4 separate regions of the Mus musculus genome follow, and regions 2, 3 and 4 are each linked to region 1. The links are chromatin contacts, called in public HiChIP or PLAC-seq and promoter capture Hi-C maps. All regions are on one chromosome and are shown on one strand. Each heading gives the region's core, a stretch centred on a gene start, on an enhancer-like site or on the middle of the called end of the contact. The rest is flanking DNA. Distances are from core to core; before and after follow the strand shown.

Region 1 (2,700 bases), core at 49-2,548:
ATATACATATATATATATATATATATATCACATATAAAATAACATTTGTTAAGAAGCCAGCCAGGTGTGGTGGCACACGCCTTTAATCCCAGCACTTGGGAGGCAGAGGCAGGTGGATTTCTGAGTTCGAGGTCAGCCTGGTCTACAGAGTGAGTTCCAGGACAGCCAGGGCTACACAGAGAAACCCTGTCTCGGAAAAAAAATAATAATAATTCAGGAGCCAGGCAGGTCTGTGGTGCCACATGCCTTTAATTATAACCAAGGAAGAGGCAAGCAGATCCCTCTAAGTTTGTGGCCAGCCTTGTGTACATATTGAGTTCTAGGCCAGGCAGGGCCATATAATGAGAGCTCAAAGAACTAAAACAAAACAACCCATCCTCAAAAGATGGAGGAGCGTCTGGACATCAGGGTGCACACCTGTACTCCCATATAATCCAGGCACTTATGAGGCAGAAGCAAAGGATCAGTTTAAAGTCACCATCTACTATACACCAAGTCCAAGGCCAGCCTAGGCTACCAGATACCCTGTCTCAGAACAAAACCAAACAACTAAAGGTGGGGGGCAGCTGCGATAAAATTCCAGCAAAGCCTCAACCTTCAGCCGAACATGGATCTAAATCTCCAAATATACGGAAAGAACGTAGGTGCTAGAGATAAAGCTTACCGTAACAGCGCTTGCCTGACGCCTGGAAGGCCTTAGGTTTATCAACATTGAGAAACAAATTACAAAACATTCCACATTTACAGAAAGTAATACAATGGATGCCTAACTTGCAGTATTAATAAGATATTCGTACACACGTTGCATTTTTCAGTGCTCCAAATTAAACTAAGGGCCTTGGCCATGAGTGCTCTACTACTAATCTACAACCCCAGCTTAGTCCCCTACTTACTCGCCCCACTATTTTCTTCCTTTTTCTTTCTTTTTTTCTTAAACACTTATTTGACGTGTATGAGTGTTTCGCAGGTATGCATATCTGTGTATAACCTGCGTGCCTGACACTCGAGAGGGTCTGAAGAGGGTTTTGGGTCCCCTGGAATTGAAGTAATAGAAGGTTGTAAGCCACTATGTGGGTGCTGCGAACTGAACCCTGGCCCACTGGAAGAGCAGTCAGCGTCATTAAATGCAGACGACCTCCATGTTGCCATATAGCCAGAGACGACCTTGAAATGTTGGTCTCCGAGTCTCCACTTCCCGAGCACTGGGATGGCAAGCAAATGTGGCATCAGGGACTCTTCAGTTAACTGAGGCCCAGGTCAAGCCCAGGGTGGGGGCGGAGCTCAGCGAGCGGCTGGGCAGGGCGGACGGTAGTGGGCGGGGCCTGGCGATCCGGATCCCGCAGGCGCGCTGGCTGCGCTGCCCGGCTGTCTGTCGTCATGGTGGGGCCCTGGGTGTATCTGGTGGCGGCAGTTTTGCTCATCGGCCTGATCCTCTTCCTGACTCGCAGCCGGGGTCGGGCGGCAGCAGGTAGGAGGTGCCGCCGTCCCAGGGCTGGAGGAATCCGTTTTTCAGAGTTCCTGGGCTTTGGTAGGCCCTCGACTCGTGCGCATGCACTGACGAGCTTTCCTGTGCTTACGAGGAGCTTGTGCGCTGGCCCGAGCTTTGCGCACGCGCCTTAGGACACACTCGGAATTAGCGCGGAGCCCAGAGCTGGGGATGCAACCTAGGAACCAAGCCTGCCTTTCTACTCTGCACCAATAGGAGAGGCTGCCGGTTTTCTAATCCTGCCCAGTGTGTTCCGCTTACTAGGAGTAGGAGGGCTAAGCAGCCTTAGGAAACTGAATGCATCTCCCGCCAAAGAGGGCACCCATGCTGCTTTGCCTCGCCTCCACCAGGGTTAGAAGTGGCCTGGCACTGACAACCTGACAGTCCCCCTTACTAACATTTCACGTAAGTGTAGGAGTTTCTATATATCTCTCTGATGCCTGACCCCATAAGCCACCTCAGAGCACCTCTGTGTCCCACGGGCAGAAGAGACAGAAGCTGAGGTAAAGCTGATTGCCAACAAGTCTTCCAGGGAGGGACGATTCAGCCTCGACTGTGACATGTAGTCTCTGGTTGGCGTACCCTATAAAATCATAACATAGCAAGAAGTAAATGTAATCTTGCAGCGGGCATGGAGCGAGATCTGTAAACCTCAGGGTGAGAGTATCCTCACAGGTCGCCTGTTCAAGATGAAGATATCAAAGGAGGTAGGAAATGAGAAGTGAGCATCAGGCCAAAGTGTGCGTACAAAAAAGGCCTTGACAAACCTAAGTTGGGACTTGGTGCTGTGGGCAGCAATAGTCTGAGGTGGTTCAGCAGGGGGATGAGACTCCCAAGATCCTGTGCTTCACTCTCTTGAAGATGGGCTGCTTGACAGTGTTATGATTCCTCCCTCCCAAAAGCTGACGGAGAACCACTGCACAATGAGGAAGAGAGGGCAGGAGCAGGCCAGGTAGGCCGCTCTTTGCCCCAGGAGTCTGAAGAACAGAGAACTGGAAGCAGACCCCGGCGTCGGAGGGACTTGGGCAGCCGTCTACAGGCCCAGCGTCGAGCCCAGCGAGTGGCCTGGGAAGACGGGGATGAGAATGTGGGTCAAACTGTTATTCCAGGTAAGAGGGCCCAGCCTGGGGGAGGGCTGGATTAAAGGCGTTCGGAAGTCTCCCAAGCTAGAGACACACAAGGAGCATGAAGCCAGTGGAGGAAGGACATTTAGT
Region 2 (2,700 bases), core at 201-2,700, 400 kb before region 1:
GGAGCCCTGGTTGTCCTGGAACTCACTCAGGCTGCCCTTGAACTCAGAGATTCTCCTGCCTCTGGGCTTAAAGGTGTACCTCACCACTGTCAGGCTTGGGTTTGTTTTTGAGACGGGGTCTTGCTGTGTAGCTCCAGCTGCCTCTGAAGTGCTAGAATTACAGACATGAACTACAGATATCTCCCAGTCTCCTCTCATTCTCCCTCCCTGCCCCCTTTGTATACACATTCACCTGTGTGTGCATGTGTGACTCACTCTGAGTTCTTCCAGTGTTACTCTCCATCAGATTTTTTGAGATAGGGTCTCTTACTGAACCTGGACCTCAAACATTTGCCTGTCTCTGTCCAGTCCAACACTTGGCTTACAAGTTTGTGCAATGGTTCTGGCTTTCTCTGATTGCTGGAGACTTGAACTCAAGAACCAACGCAGGTCCTTTACTTACTAAGCCTTCTCCTTGATGACACCCCTCACCCCACTGCCACACACCAGGTCTCCAGGCTGATCTCACACTTTTTCCATATAGGACTTTGAACTTGTCTTTTGCCTCTCTGCTGGGATACAGGTGTGTGCTGCTACACCCAATTTATGGGATGCTGGGGATGGAACTCAGGGCCCCAATCTTGTATCAACTGAGGTGCGCTCGCTCTCTCGCTCTCATTCTCTCTCTCTCTCTCTCTCTCTCTCTCTCTCTCTCTCTCTCTCTCTCCCCCCTCCTTCCCTTCCCTCTCTCTTCCATGAGACTTCTTTCTATATTGCACAGGCTAGCTATCTTGAGTGTCCTGTCTCGATCCAATTGCCTGACCTATCATACTGGTTTTCTGTTTTTGGTTTTGGTTTTTTCGAGACTGGGTTTCTCTGTGTAGCCCTGGCTGTCCTGGAACTCACTTTGTAGACCAGGCTGGCCTCGAACTCAGAAATCCGCCTGCCTCTGCCTCCCGAGTGCTGGGATTAAAGGCGTGCACCACCACGCCTTTAATCCCAGCATTTGATGTTCGAATCGTATAAATGTTTTTTCTTCTGCCGTTGGAACTTTTACATTCCATATTCTCAGAACGAAATTATTAATCATCTTATTTCAAAGTTAAATCTCTTGCTATCCGAAATCATACCAAGTGTACGAAGTGATCTTTTCAACACGAAAGCAATGTCCTTAAAATTTGGGAAAGGGTCCCTCATGCCTGGGGGTCTGTGGTATAGAACAATTCTGTCCTGGCCATCGCTGTTCCTCTGCCCTGTGCCCACCACTGCATTGCCTTTACCAGGAACCACAGACTTCAGCAACGCGGCCACCACAAGACCCCTAGGTACCCAGATGCATCTCAGCTGCAGTGGGACAGCTTCACTGCTGTGGGACACTAGGTGCAGGTAGACAGATCCTGGGTAGAAAGGAGAATCCAGATGTCACTAGGGAGACTGCGACCAGAGATGTGTGCTAGGCAGACAGAGCAGCTGTGGGGATCACTTAGCTAGTGCCTCTATTCAGCACCAGAGAGGTTCTCTAAGAACCTTCCCGGACTTTCCGCCCTCGCCTCCCTTGGCCAGCGTGGATAGGATTGTTGCAGATAACGCCAGGGAGGGTCATCCTGGCTCCCGCAGCGCGGACTCCTGTTTTGCGGGCCAGGGTAGGGCCACACTCCTGCGCTCCTGTGAGGTGGCGCGAGGCCCGCTGAGGGCGGGAGGAGGCGGCCCCCTCTAGCCGGGGTGGAGCCAACAGCACAGCAAGAGTGAGAGGGAAAGGCACTCCCAGCCATGGGCTCGAGGTGCGGGAGACCCGGGGGGTCTCCGGTGCTGCTATTGCTGCCGCTGTTGCTGCCCTCGTGTCCGCTGCGGAGCGCTCGGATGTTTCCAGGTGAGGATACAGGCGGCGGGGGGGGGGGGGGGGGGGGGCGGCTCTAGGGCAGGGTGAAGTGGTGGTGGTCATGGGTTCCAGTGCAACTACAGAACATAGAGTTCCCGACCCTCGGCTACCTGGCCAGGACAGGATGTGGGAAGGGTCTGTGCTCCTGGTAAGGGTTGGCCCTGGAGCAGACTTGCCCACACTTACTTAGCAAAGCAAATAGGCAACACTACCCTTTCCTCAGTGCTGCCCAGCTCTGTCCGGAAGCTTCTGCACTTCCAAACTGCCAGGCCAGAGTGTCTCCCTGCTCCTGGAAGGACCTGGGGTCCTTGGAGTCCTGGTCTGCCCACAGGCCTAGCTGTCTCATTCGGCTCGTCCTCTTCTCATGCTGGGTCTGGGCAGTGTGTATGGTGTTTATACAGTTGCCTTATGTGGCAGTTCTTCAAACAGGGGTGTCTGCCTAGCCGTGCCTGGGGCTACCACTTTCTCTTCCTACTGTAACCTCTCCTTACTCCGGGACGACAGGGCTCTTAGCATCTCCAAGCCTGTAGGGTGAATCTCCAAACTCCACATAGCAAGCACTAGGCTGGCCAGAAGGCAGAAGGACCACCGGGGAGGAGGCAGTAAGGGCTGAGGGCTGGATATTGGGCAGTCTGGAAACCACCCCATATCTGTTGACTGCTGCTTCCGTAAGGCTTCTGAGGGGGCTGACTGACAGCTGTATTGCCTTTAGCCTGCGGATAGTTAATGGTGAGGAGAGAGAGCCTCTGTGTTTCCTAATGCAGACTGGCTTCCTCAGTTTCCACTTTAGTCCACCGGACTCCTAGCTTGCCTCCTTCCTTGTCTTGCAGGGCTGCACAGAG
Region 3 (2,700 bases), core at 87-2,586, 460 kb before region 1:
TGACCTACATCCCTGAGTGCTGTCTGACAGACAAGGTCTGTCAGTCATTGAAGACCAGGACTGGGTGTGGCCAAGTGGGAACTCAGAGACTTCTCCAGATCTCACAGTAGCCTAGAATTCTTTTGCCCTATGGACACAGTTCTCCAAGGGTCTCTTGTTGCGTGGGGTGATTAGGATGCGTTCCTGTGATCTCCAGAAATCTGCAGGTGTGTCTTGCTGGGCTTCCTGTTTCTACATGATGCTCATGAGAACAAAGAACCCACTCAGATCTTAACATTCTTCTCGGGGACCCTGCCTCTCAGCCTAGCACCCTGCCAGCCCTTTATTGCAACAGGACTGTCAGCAGGCTACGGTCAACTGGGGCCACAGGATCAGATCAGAACTGGCACCCAAAAGGCTGCCCCACCCTATGAGGAGATGACTTCAAGGAGAGGGGACCAGGAAAAGGCTGTGGAGTGAGGCGGCCACTCCCTCCTGTGATGGCTATGGGTGATGGGAATGGCCATGGGTGGTCCCTCTCTGCCTCAGCTTTGCTCCTTATGCCTGCACCACCCCTCTGGGTAACCTAATCATCCATCATCAGGGCAATAACTAGTTCACAATCTCTGTTCCACCAACACCTAATGCCCATTCATCCATGACCGCTCTCTCCAACGAAATTTTTCACTCTCCATGGCTCCAGAAGTCTGCATAAGTGTTCCTTTCTTCTCTTTCCTCCATCGACAGACTTACTCCACAGATAACTCCTCTAACCTTATAGAAGCTCAGACCCCACCCAACTTGGATTCCCACCTTTTGAGAGAAACCTGAGGTCTCTGGAATATTGACATCCTGATCACCCTGACGCTCTCCCACATCCCTGGGTCTCAGTGACTGGCGTCTCCTGAGGCAATTCTTGACACAAATACATCCAACCCCTTGTCTCACTTCTGGCCTAGGCAGCAGGTCCCCACAACTGGTTAAGTGAGCAGGCCCTAGTCCACAACGACTCTCCTGCCAGGCTCCACCCCACCTCCCCTGCAGCGGTTTCTCCAGACTAAAACTCCAGTGGGGTTCCATAGCCCCAGGTAGGAGCCAGAGCTCAGTTGCCTCCCCCTGTCCAGGCCAGCGGGCCCGCCTCCTCGCCTCCTCGAGGAGCTTGCAGATCTGCCCCCACCCAGCCAGTGGGCTCACAGTTCCCCAGGGCAGCCTCTGCAACTCTCTGGGAAGCCCAGAGGTCCTTCCCCAGCTCACCTCCGCCCCTCGGACAGCTCCTCCGGGTCTTGTCGCCTGGGTGCTAGCTCAGAGTCCCGCAGCGGAGCTTACAGTGGACCTCAACGTGCACCAGGCCCGTCTCTGCACCCTCCCCCAGGCCGGATGGCCGCACTCGCCGCCCAGATGTGCGAGCCGGGGCGGGGCCTGCCTGCGCGGGGCTCAGCCGAGGGGGCCCAGCCCGAGCCCCTCCCAGTTCCCTCACAACACAGCAGCACTGCGGGCCAGCGGGCCAGCGGTGCCTCCCCTGCTCAGAGGGCAGCAGCACAGGGGGGTGGGATGGGAGAAGGCAGAGGGGGAGGAGCAGGGTGTGCGGAGAATTCCAGACCCTCAAAGACCTTTTGCTGCTCGCATTTCCCCAGCTGCCCTCCCTGGTGCTGGGCCTTGGCATCTGCTGCCCAGAGTCTAGTCCCCTACGAAGGGTGACCCTGTCCTAGGTCTTTGCAGTCTCCTCAACACTTTTTCGTCCCCGATTGTCTGAACTTAGGGTGAAGGCAGAAGCTAGGTTTCCAGGCTGGGACCTCAGGCCTGACTGGAGACCTCCCAATTTGCCTCAACAGTGAGAAGTCCTCAACCTTTCGAATGAGGCTTACGGCCTTCTTGTATCAACCCAGGACCTCCTGGTGATGCCAGGTTCTGGCTTAAGTCAGGAGACTTGTAGGGGAAGCCCTGATGGTCAGGTGCTTGCCTGAGCTCTGTCCGGAGCTGACTTACCCTGCCCTGTACTCCCAGGATCTGTCAAGTCCTCTGGTCCCTGTGCCCCACAAAGGCCCCAGATGCTTGCAGACCTTACCTCCTTGTGACCTGCTCCCCTAGACCCAGCAGCGGACAAGGAGGGGAGCTGCTTTTGTTCTCTGCCATGTCACCCTTTGCCAGACCTCGGTTTCCCTCCTGGTCTGCCTAGGTTCTCTCATTGTGCCCAGAGAAAATGTGTCCCTTCCCTAGGGCTTGCTGCCCATACTGTCATATCTGCTGTCCCAGAGGGCTTTCTGACCGAGGTCAGGGCTGGAGGGGTGTGTCTGTCCCAGCAAGGTGTCCAGCCAGCAGGTTTCCCTGCCTGACTGAGGACAGAGGCACCCGTGCAGTATGTGTGTGACACTGTATCTCGTGTCTGTGTGTATTTGGCTGTTAGGGTATGTGTGACAAGACTTTTTTTTAATTAATCGATAAATTAATTTACTCACTTTATATCCCAGTTGCAGCCCTCACAGCCCCTCCCCCAACCCCTTCTCAGAGAAGGGGGAGGCCCCCTGGGTGTGCCTAGTTGTTCGCTGACAAGACATTTTGCAGAGGCCTCTAGGGGCTTGACCTCCTTCAGGGTCCGACTCTCCCACACACCTGCTTCTTGTTTTTTGTTTCAAGCATCCAATTCCCCCTGGGCCACAGCTGCAGATCCCCAGCTCAGGTGGTGGCCTGATGGCACTCCCTCATGTGGCTCCATCTCTGCCC
Region 4 (2,700 bases), core at 153-2,652, 290 kb before region 1:
TCATGTTATCCAACTGTGTATTGTTTACTTTATGGTAAATAATGGTGGGGTGGGGAGGGGAGGAGCCAGGTATCTTAGTTACTGTGCTATTGCTGTGAAGAGACACCATGACCAAGGCAACTTATGAAAGAAAGCATTTCATTGGGAACTTGGTTACAGTTTCAGAGAGTTAGTCCCTGACCGTCATGGCTGGAGCCTGGCAGCAGGCAGGCATGGCACTGGAGCAGCAGCTGAGAGCTCACATCTAACCCACATGCAGCAGACAGAGAGAATGTGTGGGCCTAGTGTGGGCTTTTGTGCAGGGATGACATGACATAGACAGACACCAAGATTCAAATCTATAAGCCTATGGAGTCCGCTCTCACTCATTCTACAACAGGCATGATGACATATACCTACAATCTCAGCACGTACTAGGCCTAGTACTTCAAGAGTTTTTTGAAGTTTGTTTGTTTGTCTGTTTGTCTGTTTGTTTGAGACAGGCCTCCTGTACCCCTGCTTAACCTCAAACTCCCTATGTAACTGAGAATGATCCTCAAGTTCTCATCATCCTGCCTCTGCCTCCATGGTGCTGAAGTTATAAGTGTGCATGACCACACCCAGTTTTATGTAGTGCTAAGGATGAAGTCTGGTGCTTCGCGAATGCTGAGCATGCCTTCTACCAACTGAACGACAGCCTCAGCAGTGGGCTGGTGCTGCAGTCTGGAGTATGTTGAGGTGTCTGAGATACAATGTCTATGATTAACTGTGTCAGCATTGAAAATGAATTTAAAATTTTTTTAGGGGAGAAGGCTAACTCTGAGCAGGGTGTCATGGCATTCACCATTAACCCCAACCCCCAATCAGAGAGATTTGCCTCCTCTCCCTCTCAAGTGCTTAAATTAAAACCTTTTGCTACCAGGCCCTGGCCTTCTTTTAATGTAAGATTTACTGTTCTCCCTATTGTTCTGACTGTGGAATTTCTAATGGTCTGTCTGGAGGCTCGCTGGCTCTTTCTTGCCTCTGTCCTGCCAATGCTAATCCACCCACTGGGATTTCTGTTTCCATTGCTGCATTTTTCAATTTTACAACTCCATCTGATATTCTCTTTTTAGATTTATTTATTTTTATCTTATGTGTCTGAGTGTTTTGCTTGCCTTCCTATCTGTGTACCATGCGCATGCAGTGCCAGCAGAGGCCACAAGAGGGCATCTACATCCTCTAGAACAGAAGTCCCAGCTGGCTGTGAGCAGGAGAAAATGCTCTTAGCCTCTCAGCCATCTTCCAGGCCCTCCACTTAAGATTCTTTCTAATAATTATTATTACATTTATTTATTTGGGCAAGGCCATGTATTTGCCAAGGCACAAAGATAATCAGAAGGCAACTGCCAGGAACTGGTTCCTTCTTCCACCCAAGTGGGTCACCAGGCCCAGCTGGACAAGTGCCTTAACCTGGCCTCTGGTATCCTGTTATGTCTTGTATTTGTTTTGGTGAGACTTTCTATTCTTTCATTTGTTTTATATGTGTGTAGCTGCTCATTGTAGTGTTTTAGGTAGGCCACCTTAAAATTCCATTTTTAATGCTGACACAGTTAATCACAGACATTGTATCTCACACACCTCGACATACTCCAGACTGCAGCACCAGCCCACTGCTGAGGCTGTCGTTCAGTTGGTAGAAGGCATGCTCAGCGTATGGGAAGCACCAGACTTCATCCTTAGCACTACATTCCTTGTCAGATAATTCTAATGTGTGTCACCCTAATGTCAATGTCTCTTTGATTTCTCATTCAAAACGAGATCATATTAGCTCTTGGCTGGGCAGATTTTGTATATCATGCTGTGAGACTCTAGATCCTCTTTGATTTTATGCCTTCTTAGACCCCTCCCATAGGATGGAGAAGGTCAACTTATTACTGCCATTACTGTTGCTGACAGCAGAGGTCAATGTCCTCACATGGCCTCTACTGGCACTGTCTGGGCAGAAGCTGTATTTCCAACTGGTGAACCTGAAAGCCCTATGACTACTTGGTGTCTCTGGTGCTAACCCTAGTCGTTGGGGCATCTTACTGTATCCTGGTAAGGAAGGACATCCAGGCTCCCCACTTAGCTTTACTGGCACAGATCAGGCCAGGGCTAGATTTCTGTGGCATCTGGCTGGCATAGAGACATTACTATTGAAAGTTTTGTCTTTCTAAATCCTTGGACTAAAGAGAGCACAAGATTTTCTGGAAGATCTTGCTTTAAATTTTTTTTTTATTCTTTTGAGATGCTACATATAATTAGAGGCCCTGCACATGGAGGCGAGAACCCCACCTCTGGGCTACATCCTACGTCTTTTCCTTAGGGTATTTTTTTTTCTTTCTTGTACCTATCAGTATTACTAAGTTGCAAATGTGCTCAGCAGTAAATTTAACATACATAGGCAAAAAGAAAAGTCTCAGGACACCCTGCCTCACACTGTTTACTGTGCTCAGGAGTACTGAGCCATACTGTTTTCTTGCTGCTGCTTTTTTTCTCTTGGTTGTTTACACACAGTGTTCAAGGTGTGTTAATCATAGTTAGTATTTCAATTTTTTCTTAGGTCAGCAAGAAAGCTCACAGAGGAAGAGTGCTTTGCTGCCAGCCTGATGACCTGGGTAACCCAAGTGATCTCACCTACAGGGTGGGAGCACAGCACAGCATTCCAAGTCTTTTTCTGACCACACAGGCACTATGGCA

Evidence for each region. Promoter capture Hi-C pulls out the DNA fragments that hold promoters and counts their contacts. HiChIP or PLAC-seq counts read pairs in DNA pulled down with a chosen protein or histone mark.
Region 2: a promoter capture Hi-C map of embryonic stem cells shows a contact between it and region 1. The contact joins the promoter of Adam33 here to the promoter of Ddrgk1 in region 1. A contact is called at or near these places in 2 of 39 promoter capture datasets (cranial neural crest and embryonic stem cells) and 1 of 9 other capture datasets (pancreatic islet).
Region 3: a promoter capture Hi-C map of maxillary cranial neural crest shows a contact between it and region 1. The contact joins the promoter of Hspa12b here to the promoter of Ddrgk1 in region 1. A contact is called at or near these places in 3 of 39 promoter capture datasets (cranial neural crest, frontonasal cranial neural crest and maxillary cranial neural crest) and 1 of 115 datasets of contacts at active chromatin or transcription factors (bone marrow-derived macrophages).
Region 4: a contact with region 1 is called in an H3K4me3 HiChIP or PLAC-seq map of stem cell-derived neural progenitor cells, with 20 read pairs. The contact joins the enhancer-like site here to the promoter of Ddrgk1 in region 1. A contact is called at or near these places in 8 of 39 promoter capture datasets (the 3T3-L1 cell line, 3T3-L1-derived adipocytes, cranial neural crest and 5 more), 2 of 484 Hi-C or Micro-C datasets (the HPC-7 cell line and embryonic stem cells) and 5 of 115 datasets of contacts at active chromatin or transcription factors (embryonic limb bud, embryonic stem cells, extraembryonic endoderm stem cells and 1 more).

The regions. Positions count from the first base shown.
Region 1 is chr2:130,663,243-130,665,942 of GRCm38.p6, reverse strand. Ddrgk1 (DDRGK domain containing 1) reads left to right here and starts at 1,298. Exons shown (of 9, transcript NM_029832.2): 1 at 1,298-1,468; 2 at 2,389-2,595. The coding sequence starts at 1,378. It also overlaps a transcript of Itpa not described here.
Region 2 is chr2:131,062,564-131,065,263 of GRCm38.p6, reverse strand. Adam33 (a disintegrin and metallopeptidase domain 33) reads left to right here and starts at 1,450. Exons shown (of 21, transcript NM_033615.3): 1 at 1,450-1,849. The coding sequence starts at 1,750.
Region 3 is chr2:131,126,048-131,128,747 of GRCm38.p6, reverse strand. Hspa12b (heat shock protein 12B) reads right to left here and starts at 1,336. Exons shown (of 13, transcript NM_028306.3): 1 at 1,234-1,336.
Region 4 is chr2:130,949,238-130,951,937 of GRCm38.p6, reverse strand. The region is part of intron 6 of Atrn (attractin); the gene reads right to left. Among named protein-coding and RNA genes, the nearest start is that of Atrn, 44 kb to the right of the region's middle. Within about 2 kb of position 1,402, at least 17 of the 459 cell types and tissues checked have an H3K27ac peak or open chromatin away from gene starts, as enhancers often do. A contact at or near this core is called in liver and stem cell-derived neural progenitor cells, where this site is marked.